Regions from separate parts of the Anser cygnoides genome. Here region 2 is linked to region 1. A link is a contact called in public Hi-C data. All regions are on one chromosome and are shown on one strand. The core of a region is the stretch at or near the end of the contact, and the rest is flanking DNA. Distances in the headings are between cores, read along the strand shown.

What was found. A called contact is a pair of places that touch in the nucleus more often than the background predicts.
Region 2: a Hi-C map of granulosa cells shows a contact between it and region 1, with 2.5 times the contacts expected there. The contact joins the enhancer-like site here to the promoter of EXT1 in region 1. A contact is called at or near these places in 3 of 7 Hi-C or Micro-C datasets (granulosa cells and liver).

What each region holds. Positions count from the first base shown.
Region 1 is chr2:149,300,617-149,305,085 of Taihu_goose_T2T_genome, reverse strand. It overlaps EXT1 (exostosin glycosyltransferase 1), which reads left to right and starts at 2,383. Exons shown (of 11, transcript XM_013184993.3): 1 at 2,383-3,918. The coding sequence starts at 2,945.
Region 2 is chr2:149,436,969-149,441,750 of Taihu_goose_T2T_genome, reverse strand. All of the region lies in intron 4 of SAMD12 (sterile alpha motif domain containing 12), which reads left to right. Among named protein-coding and RNA genes, the nearest start is that of SAMD12, 58 kb to the left of the region's middle. Within about 2 kb of position 2,235, at least 2 of the 3 cell types and tissues checked have open chromatin away from gene starts, as enhancers often do.

The sequences.
Region 1 (4,469 bases), core at 1,134-3,633:
CTCGCTAGCACCCGATCCTCAAAATCGGCTTGCAGCAGCTACCGTCCTTGGCACAGACAGCAAAGCTCGCAGGCTTCCTCTTCTGTTTGAAACTGGTCCCCAGAGGCTTAATTTGCAGACAGTAATGGGATTCCATCTTCCTGCGCTTGACAGAAGGTGCCTCTGCGAGCAGCCTTGGTTCACCTTTCAAGAAGCTGACCTCTTTTTCTTGAACAGCATCCCAGTTTTGGTATGTGGGCTGTGACAAATGTTTCAGGGAAGGATTACAGGGTTAATTAACACATTAATATTTAATCCCGCTTCCTTGCTTTCACATCCCAGGCCAGAATTTCTGCCCCCGGACCCAAATCTACACCAGCCATAAGTATCACTTTCGACTAGGACCCCGAAATTTCCGCGTTATTACTCTCACTCTTTTCCTCTGCGTGAAACCCCGGCCTCCTTCCTTCAGCCGTCCTCCCTACAGTCAAATTGTTTTGGAAGGGAGTTGTCTTCTCTTGGCGCCAGCCACGAGATCAGACCTCATTTCCCATTGGTAACGCGTCCTCCTCTGCTAGGCTCTCCTTTGCTGAGGAGGCACGACGTCTTCACGCCTGTTATCTTCACATTTCTTCTTCTCAGCTCCACAGAAGGGAGGGAGATGAGGAGAAGACACGACAGGAGCCCCAGGGGCATGGAAGAGCATGGGGACGGGCACGCTGTTTGTCAGGACAGGGTTTGTGGCCTTCGGCTGGCTTGACCCAACTCTGCTCCGGCACAGCAGCAGGAGGGTGGGAGGTGGGATCGCAGCGGAGGGAGACCCACCCGTTATGGCTTTAACACTGGTACCAGCAGTAGGGCAAGCGTGTTGGCACAGGTTTTTCCATGGGATGGTTCCTTGGCATCTACGGCTTGTGCAACCAGCTTGAAGCCCGCCCCATCCCATTCCACTGCCCTCAATTGCTGAGCTAGGAAGGCCTGACACCCGCACACCGAAACATCTCTGGTGTTGTTGCCCCTCGCAGAGCCGTGTGTGCACAGGCATTGCTGCCACACGTCCTGCTGCTCTCCTGCCACCTCCTGCAGCCCGGCTGTGCCATCGGGTTCGCCACCCAACCAGCAGCGTGGCTCCCTCCAGCAAACCAGGCTGCTGGTTACGGAGCTAAACGCTGAGGAGTGGGTGAGATCAAGCACAAACACACAGCTGGAGGGATGTTCGGGTGCTCCAGCAGCTGCCTGTAGCAGCACTCGACCACCAGCAGCTGCTCCCTGGCCAGCCCCATGAGGTTTGGGGTGCTTGTTCTGGAGCACTTATTGTAGAATCACAGAATCAGTAGGGTTGGAAAAGCCCTCCAAGACCATCTGGTCCAACCATCCCCCCTACCACCAATGTCACCCACTAAACCATGTCCCCAAGCACCACGTCCAGCCTTTCCTTGAACACCCCCAGGGACGGTGACTCCACCACCTCCCTGGGCAACCCGTCCCAGTGCCTGACTGCTCTTTCTGAGGAGAAATGTCTCCTTGTTTCCAACCTGAACCTCCCCTGGCACAACTTGAGGCCATTCCCTCTGGTCCTATCACTGGTTACCTGCGAGAAGAGGCCGACCCCCAGCTCCCCACACCTTCCTTTCAGGCGGCTGCAGAGAGCAATGAGGTCTCCCCTGAGCCTCCTTTATTTTTATTATTTATTTTTTTTATTTTTTATTTTTCCCCCATTTTTGAGGTTTAATTTCTTGCTCTTACAAACTCAAAGCATAGCAGCACATAAAAGCACGGGGCCCCGGGCAACCACATCTAGTCGGTGGCATCCACCCTTGCCTGCGTTGGGACAGGATGATCTTCAAGGTCCCTTCCAACCTGAGTTTTCCTACGGTAAGTTTTACAGTTAGAAAGCCCTTTGTCCCGGGGGCTTATCCTACCAGCCATGAGACCCAGCTCGGCGGGTGGCAGGGGGCACAGCCGCCCAGACCATCTCAGAAACAGCAGCCAGGCGTTGGGACGGGTGGTTCCAGCGTGGGGGGGGGGGGCGTTGGCGGAGTCACCTCCCCCGGGGTGAAGGCGCTCGGGGACACGACCCAGCGGTGACAGCAGCGGACACCCCACAGGTCGCCCCCCTACGGGGACACCCCCGGGGGCTCGGCGCGCCCCGGCGCCGCCGCAGCGCCCCCCCCCCCCCGCCCCCCGCCCGGCGGCTTTATGAATGGGCGCAGCGGAAGCCCCGCCCCCCGGACGTGACGCCCAGCCAATGGGGGCGCGGGGCTGCGTGGCTGGGTGAGGTCAGCGCGGCGGGGCCGGGGCCGGGGCCGGGCCGGGGGCGGCGGCGGCGGCAGCGGGAGGGGGGGGGGGGCGGCGGCGGCGGAGCCGGGCGGGGGGCGGGGGGGGGGGACGCGCGCGGAGGGACGAGGAGGAGGAGAAAGAGCAGGAGGAGGAGCAGGGGGCTGCCGCCGGTCCCCGCCGCCGTTCCGCGGAGGGCAGCTCGGGGCGATGCAGGGCTTCGTCAGGCTGTGAGCGCCCCGCCGCCGGCAGCGGGAGCAGCAGCAGCAGCAGGAGGAGGAGGAGGAGGAGGAGGAGGAGGAAGGGGAGGGAGCGTGGCGGAGCGCAGCGCCGCGAAGGCGGGAGCGGGGCTGCCCCGGTGCCCGCCCCGCGCGGGGGGCCGGCCCCTGAGTGCATGCGGGGCGCCCCGCCGGGCCGCCGCCGGCCCGCTGCCGCCCGCCGCTGAGAGCCCGGCGGCGAGGAGGTCCGGGCGGGCGGTCGCCCACATGCGCGGCCCCAGCCCGCGGCTTGGGGAACGGCGCCGAGCGGAGGAGGCGGGCGAGGGGAGCTGGAAGCGGCCGGCAGCGGCGGCGGCGGCGGCGAGGAGGAGAAGATGGCGGAGCGGCGGAGGAGCTGAGAGCGGCGCCCGGAGAAGTGGGGCCGCCCCCGCAGCCTTCCTCCGCAGCCCCCCGGACCCCCCGGCGGCCACATGCAGGCCAAAAAACGCTACTTGACGCTGCTCTCCGCCGCCACCTGTCTCGCCCTGCTGCTCTACCTCGGAGGCGTGCAGCTGCGGGCAGCCCGCGCCCCGCCGCCCGGCGGCCGGCATGGGGCTCCCCCGCGGCCCGGCAGCGAGCGGCCCTGGCCCCGCTTCCCCGACGCCCTCCGGCCCTTCGCGGACCCGGAGGGGGCCGGGGGGGGCGACGCCGGGGGGGGCGGCGGCGGCGGCGGCGGCCGGGTCTCGCCCCGGCAGCGGCGGGACGGCAGCGCCGGGCTGTACCGCGGGCGGCGGTGCCGCATGGAGTCCTGCTTCGACTTCGCCCTTTGCCAGAAAAACGGCTTCAAGGTCTACGTGTACCCGCAGCAGAAGGGGGAGAAGATCGCCGAGAGCTACCAGAACGTGCTGGCGGCCATCGAGGGCTCCCGCTTCTACACCTCCGACCCCAGCCAGGCGTGTCTCTTCGTCCTCAGCCTGGACACGCTGGACCGGGACCAGCTCTCCCCGCAGTACGTGCACAACCTCCGCTCCAAAGTGCAGAGCCTCCACTTGTGGAACAATGGTAGAAATCACTTGATTTTTAATTTATATTCCGGCACCTGGCCCGACTACACCGAGGACGTGGGCTTCGACATCGGCCAGGCCATGCTGGCCAAAGCCAGCATCAGTACTGAAAACTTCAGACCCAATTTTGATGTTTCTATTCCGCTCTTTTCTAAGGATCATCCTAGGACAGGAGGGGAGAAGGGATTTTTGAGGTTTAACACCATCCCTCCTCTCAGGAAGTACATGTTGGTATTCAAGGGGAAAAGGTACCTGACAGGGATAGGGTCAGACACCAGGAATGCCTTATATCACGTCCATAACGGGGAGGATGTTGTCCTCTTGACCACCTGCAAGCATGGCAAAGACTGGCAAAAGCACAAGGATTCGCGTTGCGATAGAGACAACACCGAATACGAGAAGTAAGTGAGCGCTGCCCCCGCCTCGCGCGCGCGGCTCCGGGGCCACGGCGCCCGAGGGCGAGCTCTCGAGCGCCGGTGGCTGCCCTCGGGACAGAGGAGAGTCTCCGTGTACCCCTCTGGCTGGCCCTGGGCGATGCCTCGGGTCGGGGAGCGGGGAGGGAGGTGGTGGAAGGGGCCACGGGGGACGCGGCTGCGGCTCGCGTCGCCTGGGGACCGGCGGAGCGCTGGTGCCCTCGGCTCGGCGAGTGAGGATGCTGCTGGAGGATGCTCGGGCACCTGGTGCTACCCTGCCTCCCCGTCCGGCCTCTCCGGGTAGATGCCCTGCCCGAGACAAAGTTTGGGGAGGGCTGGAGTTGGCGAGAGCGGCGGTTGGGATGGTGTCCGAAAGCGCTGCCTGCCGTCCAGGTGGTTTCCCCGGGTGGTTTACCCGAGGTAGCAACTTGCCTCGCGGGCCGGTTTCCCCTTGGCTCGAGCTGATACAACATCAGAGGAGCGAGGAGGAGAAAGAGAAGCTCTCCGTGTGAATGCCCCGTGCTCGAGTTCCTGATTTT
Region 2 (4,782 bases), core at 986-3,485, 140 kb before region 1:
CCTTGTGATATTTCCTAGCTTGCCGATAAGGCTGCACGGTGTGTCTGCAAGAACTAAACACTGATTGTGATCCATTGACAGAACCAAAAAGCTTAGAAGCTGGTGATTTAGCCTGTGGGTGCTTACCCTATCTATCTTAGGTGACTCAGACATCCAACTTAAGTGTGATTCAGAAGACCAAGGGTGAGTGAGTAAATTGCTCAAGTAATCACTGGTAGAGAGGCAAGGCATGCTTCCAAACAGAATAACTTAGTGGGCTTAGAGAAAGGGGTAATGAAAACACCCCTTTTATATTCCCCCTGTTTCCTTTGTGCACTTTCACTTGTTTTGGGAGGAAAAAAAAAAAAGACACCACCGCAATACCCTTGACAAGTTCTTGACAAAGCATGTTTATCAACTGTTTTTTCTTTAGGTGACTTAGATAAGCATTGACTACTTTATTAATAGCTTTAACGCTTTGCCAAATGTTGAAGCTCTACCCTTTCATTTTATTTGTCAGGAAGTTCTCTTTCTACAGGTTTTTGGAGCTATCACCAGTTGTTAGTGATCAGATTATTACTTTACCGTGTCCCTTGGCTGTGCGATCCCATTATCTAGAAGCTAGGCAGGGTGAAGCACTGTTATTACCTAGAGATCTCCAAGGAGCAGTGTGAAACCATAGGAAGTAACATTGTTAACTTCCAGTGCGCTTCTTTATTTCCTTGTTTTATTTCCCCACTTGGTTAATACTAATGAACTGCTTCAATATGGTGCATAACAGCTTGGAGTCGTCCACTGAAACAAAGGATGGAGTCCTCAGTTCGCAACTGGTCATGAAATATTTAGGCCTTCCTATGAATTGTGCTGATTCCAAGTATTTTGCCTATTTTGCCCTGACCAAAGTCTCATTAAGTTGTAATTCTTTAGTGCTTTTAAAAATTTCTGCTGTATCCGTTGAGTTTGGAACTTACTTTCTCAGCTAGGTTAAACTGCTGGTCAGTACCTCTGGGTTCTCGTTTACTGCAAAGTTTTTTTTTTTTTTCTGCAGCATTTTGGAAGTTCAGATTCCCATTCTGTTTGGAATTGGGACAAAAATGGGAGGTATTGGATGATCTTCTTTCAGATTACTTGTGCTATTGCCTGGGAAGGAGTATTTATCTTCTTGCTGCGCAGACATGAAGTCAATTTTATGGCTCAGTTGTAGGTAAGGAAAACTTAGATGGGGAAAACTTCAGTGATTAAGTGGAGGAGTTGTTAGAGGACCTTATAATTCTTCACTCTGAAGAAGGGAATTAATTTGCTGCTTAGTGGGTGTGTGTTTGTGATATCAGTGAGCAGCTAGAGCTGATTCGTTTTATTTTAGCTTGTTACTTGCCAGCATGTGCTATTCATGATACAGGGATTTAGTCTTAACGTAATCTTATAATTATTTGGCAGCGTTCCCTGGTCTAATAACAAAGCTAACCTAATGATGAAACACAGAAGAAAGCTTTCCTGAAATCCCAAACCTGGAGGAAGCCGCATCCAAGAGTTTGGCTTCTGTTTTGTGACACAAACAAGCGAGTGCAGAGTTAATCTCACACATCCGATCTGTCTGTAATTTGTGGTATTCCTCCCTTCACCTCAGACTTCGACCATTAGCTAATCCCCCGTGACTATTCCCTAGAGAGGAGCCCTCAGACAATGATGCTGTGATTGCAGGTTCTCTGCTGTCTCTCTCTCTTTTTTTTTATATGTATATGTAGCCAACAAATCTGCTCTTCCACTGTATCTCTCACAAACAGATTAATTCTTATCCTAAATTTTGCTCTCTATTGTGCTTCCCCATGTTGTCAACTACCTTCTGCTTTCTTTCCTCTGGACTTTTTGTCAGGATCCTCATGGAATTGCCAACAAGAGCTGGACTTGTCCTGTGTAGGCATTTTGTGCCCAGAATTCCCCCAGTGTTACTGGGTGAAGGGAAATAGCCATATGTAGTCTTCAGTACATCCCAAGTGCGTCTAGGTTGATGTTTAGAAAGAAGTGGAAATGCACTTGGGAAAGCAGTGGTGTTTTTTTTTGTCTTGTTTTTTACTTCACTCTTTTGCAAAACTTGAATAAAAACTTTAAAACAGCTTGGAGAGACCCGATTCTTTCTCTCCCACTGTGAAATGTAGTAGAAACGCTTTTTTTTCTGTAGTTCAGTAAAGACCTCAGCAGTTTATTGATATGTAGTGCAATAATTCTTAGTTCCTCAGGGGGGAGCTTGCACACCAGCTAAATAACTGATTTCCAGCCTCTGGTTCAGGCTTCCGGTAGGCTATATTTACAGCAACTTTATGATGCTGTATTGGGAACCTGCTATCCAGTCTGAAGCAAAATTACAGCAGCAGCTCTAAGTAACTACAGTAGGCTTTATCCCAACAGAATATCAGCATTCGGGTAAGTCGGTGACAACTACACCCTGTCTGTGTAGGACAAGCCAGTCCTTACCCCGTTTTCAGTCTCTTCTGATTAATTTGTAGACTGTTGCTCGTCAGATGCTAATTTTTTCATGTCCCTTTTTGAAAACGATTCAGTTTTTGGAAATATCAGCCCAGGCAGCTGAGCCTTTTACAGAGAACAAAGAGAGTGGAGGAAAAAGCACTCTTCTCTTCCCTACCTCCCCCATATTCTACTCAAAGTAAAATCCAAAGCTGCTTTTTTTGAACAGCTCAAGTGCAGAAGCAGCTGGCCTCTGAAAGTCAAGATTTGCCAAGGGAATAGCCTTCAGTAAAAAGAAGTGCCTCCCAGCGGTCCAGTGAAAATTATTGTTTGATTTCATATAGTTAATTGAACAGGTTGAAAAGTCTGACAGGGTCTGGTACGGTGCATTTGACACTGAGCTTTATCCTCATTACTGCAGAATACACAGCAGAGGGAGGTCACAAATACCTGGCTCCTTCAGCCAAGATGTAAGGACCCGGCGTTTTCCTCTTGAATTCAGTTGAAGGAGCTCTCGGAACAGGGGAAAAAAAAAAAAAAAAAAGAGGCTGGATCCCGTCCAAGCCTTTACTGCATTTAGGAATTGACTTTCAGCCCTTTGCCCAACGAGGATCTGCGCACCCTGTGAAGTGTTTATCCGAGTCCTCAGGTCTCAGCAGTGATCAACGCTTACCCGATGCAGGAGCAGGCTTACTGTCCTCCTGCGTGCGGCTGGTAGGGCTGCTCGCTTCTGAAGAAGAGGAATCCAGCGTGAGAAACTTGAGCCTTTTTATTGATTTTTTTGTTATCTGTGACCAGGAGCCCTGCAGGTATAAATGCGAGCCTAGACACACACAAAGTAGGTTCTTAATAAGCCATTTTGGTCTGCAGCATGGGCACCTAGATTAATCTATGGACCTTCTTAAGTTGTCATGCCTTCAGTGCATCTTTTTAAAGTAATAATAATAGTTCCTTCCCTCCCCCCAGGTTTCATTAACCTTACTGAGCCCAAAAGTACTTATCGGAGGCCAACTCTGTTAAACAGCAATCAGCATTAAGTGGCTAACCTCAGATAAAACTTGGGAACTCCTGTTCTAATGGCTTACTATTAATTGCAACTACTGTCTAACGTGGTCCTGTATGTGAGTGCATGTATTTGAAGGCTGTGTTGCTGCTGAAAATCAGGTCACTGAAGTACATTCTGCTGTGGATTTTAGTCGTTTAGGATTACCTTGCTGCATATTTACAGCAGAAGCAGGGTTAAAGGATGGCGCACAGAAATGAAGTCAGAACGTGAGCTATCCCACGGAAGGCTTGTGAATCCCAGGAGCCTGCAATGCAGCAGGCTGTACAGACCTCACCCAGTTCTCCAACAGCTCTGCTTGAAGCACAGAGGAATTCCTGCCCACCAGCTTGGTAAGAGAAGCCTCCAACTTCCACAGACTGAAAACGTCGCTTCTTAATCACTGACTGAAAAAAAAACACAAATGCTCCCCAAAGGGGAATTCGAGGTTCTGTTCAGTGAAATGCAGAACAATGATACACTTGAGGAAATGTGTATCTTTTGTCACTGCGCCATGTATTTAAGACAGGCCGTCAGCGTAATCCCTGTCCTGTCAATTGTTCTGACAGGGCACCTGCATTTCCCTCTGCTGTGATTAGAGGAAGATCTTCTGCCGAACTGTTTGGTAGTCCAAACAGGTTTATGTATATAAACCTCAGTCGCTATCCCTGCGGGTTTTGTTGGGTGCAGCGAATCGCAGAATTGAGATGACTTACTTGTTCACAGGTCAAAATAACAAAATCCTGGAGTTATTTAGGTTGGAAGGGTCCACTTGAAATCATCTAGTCCACTCTCTGGCTCAAGCAGGGTCAGCTGCAGTAGATTGTCCAGGACCGTGTCCAGCAGGGTTTAGAATCACCTGCACAGATGGTCTATTTAGTCAAGGTTTTCCTTGACTATAATTTTCAGCGTACACTTTTTAATGTTTATTTTGCATAGGCTGCATAGATTTTATCTCTTAGCACATGTTCGTGACCTAAATATAACAGCTCAGAACCTGAAGATGGATTAGTAGGGTTATTCAAAAAACAGTGCCAAATGTGGAACAATCCCAAGTGGCTTATAAGGAAATGTTTGTTACGTGTTCTAATTTTTTGTTGCTGTTGTTAAGTATAAACACCGTCTGGAGAAATGCCAGGAATGTGACGATCTGTTGTGAGCAAATCTATAAAGTGCTGCGATCCAATCTGTTGTCAGGCACTAGTTAAACTGCGGTGCTAAAATGCCGGTGTCCATCGGTTTATGAATGTTAGACGCATGTAGATAAAGCTTGTCATATACTGGCTTATCAAAAACAA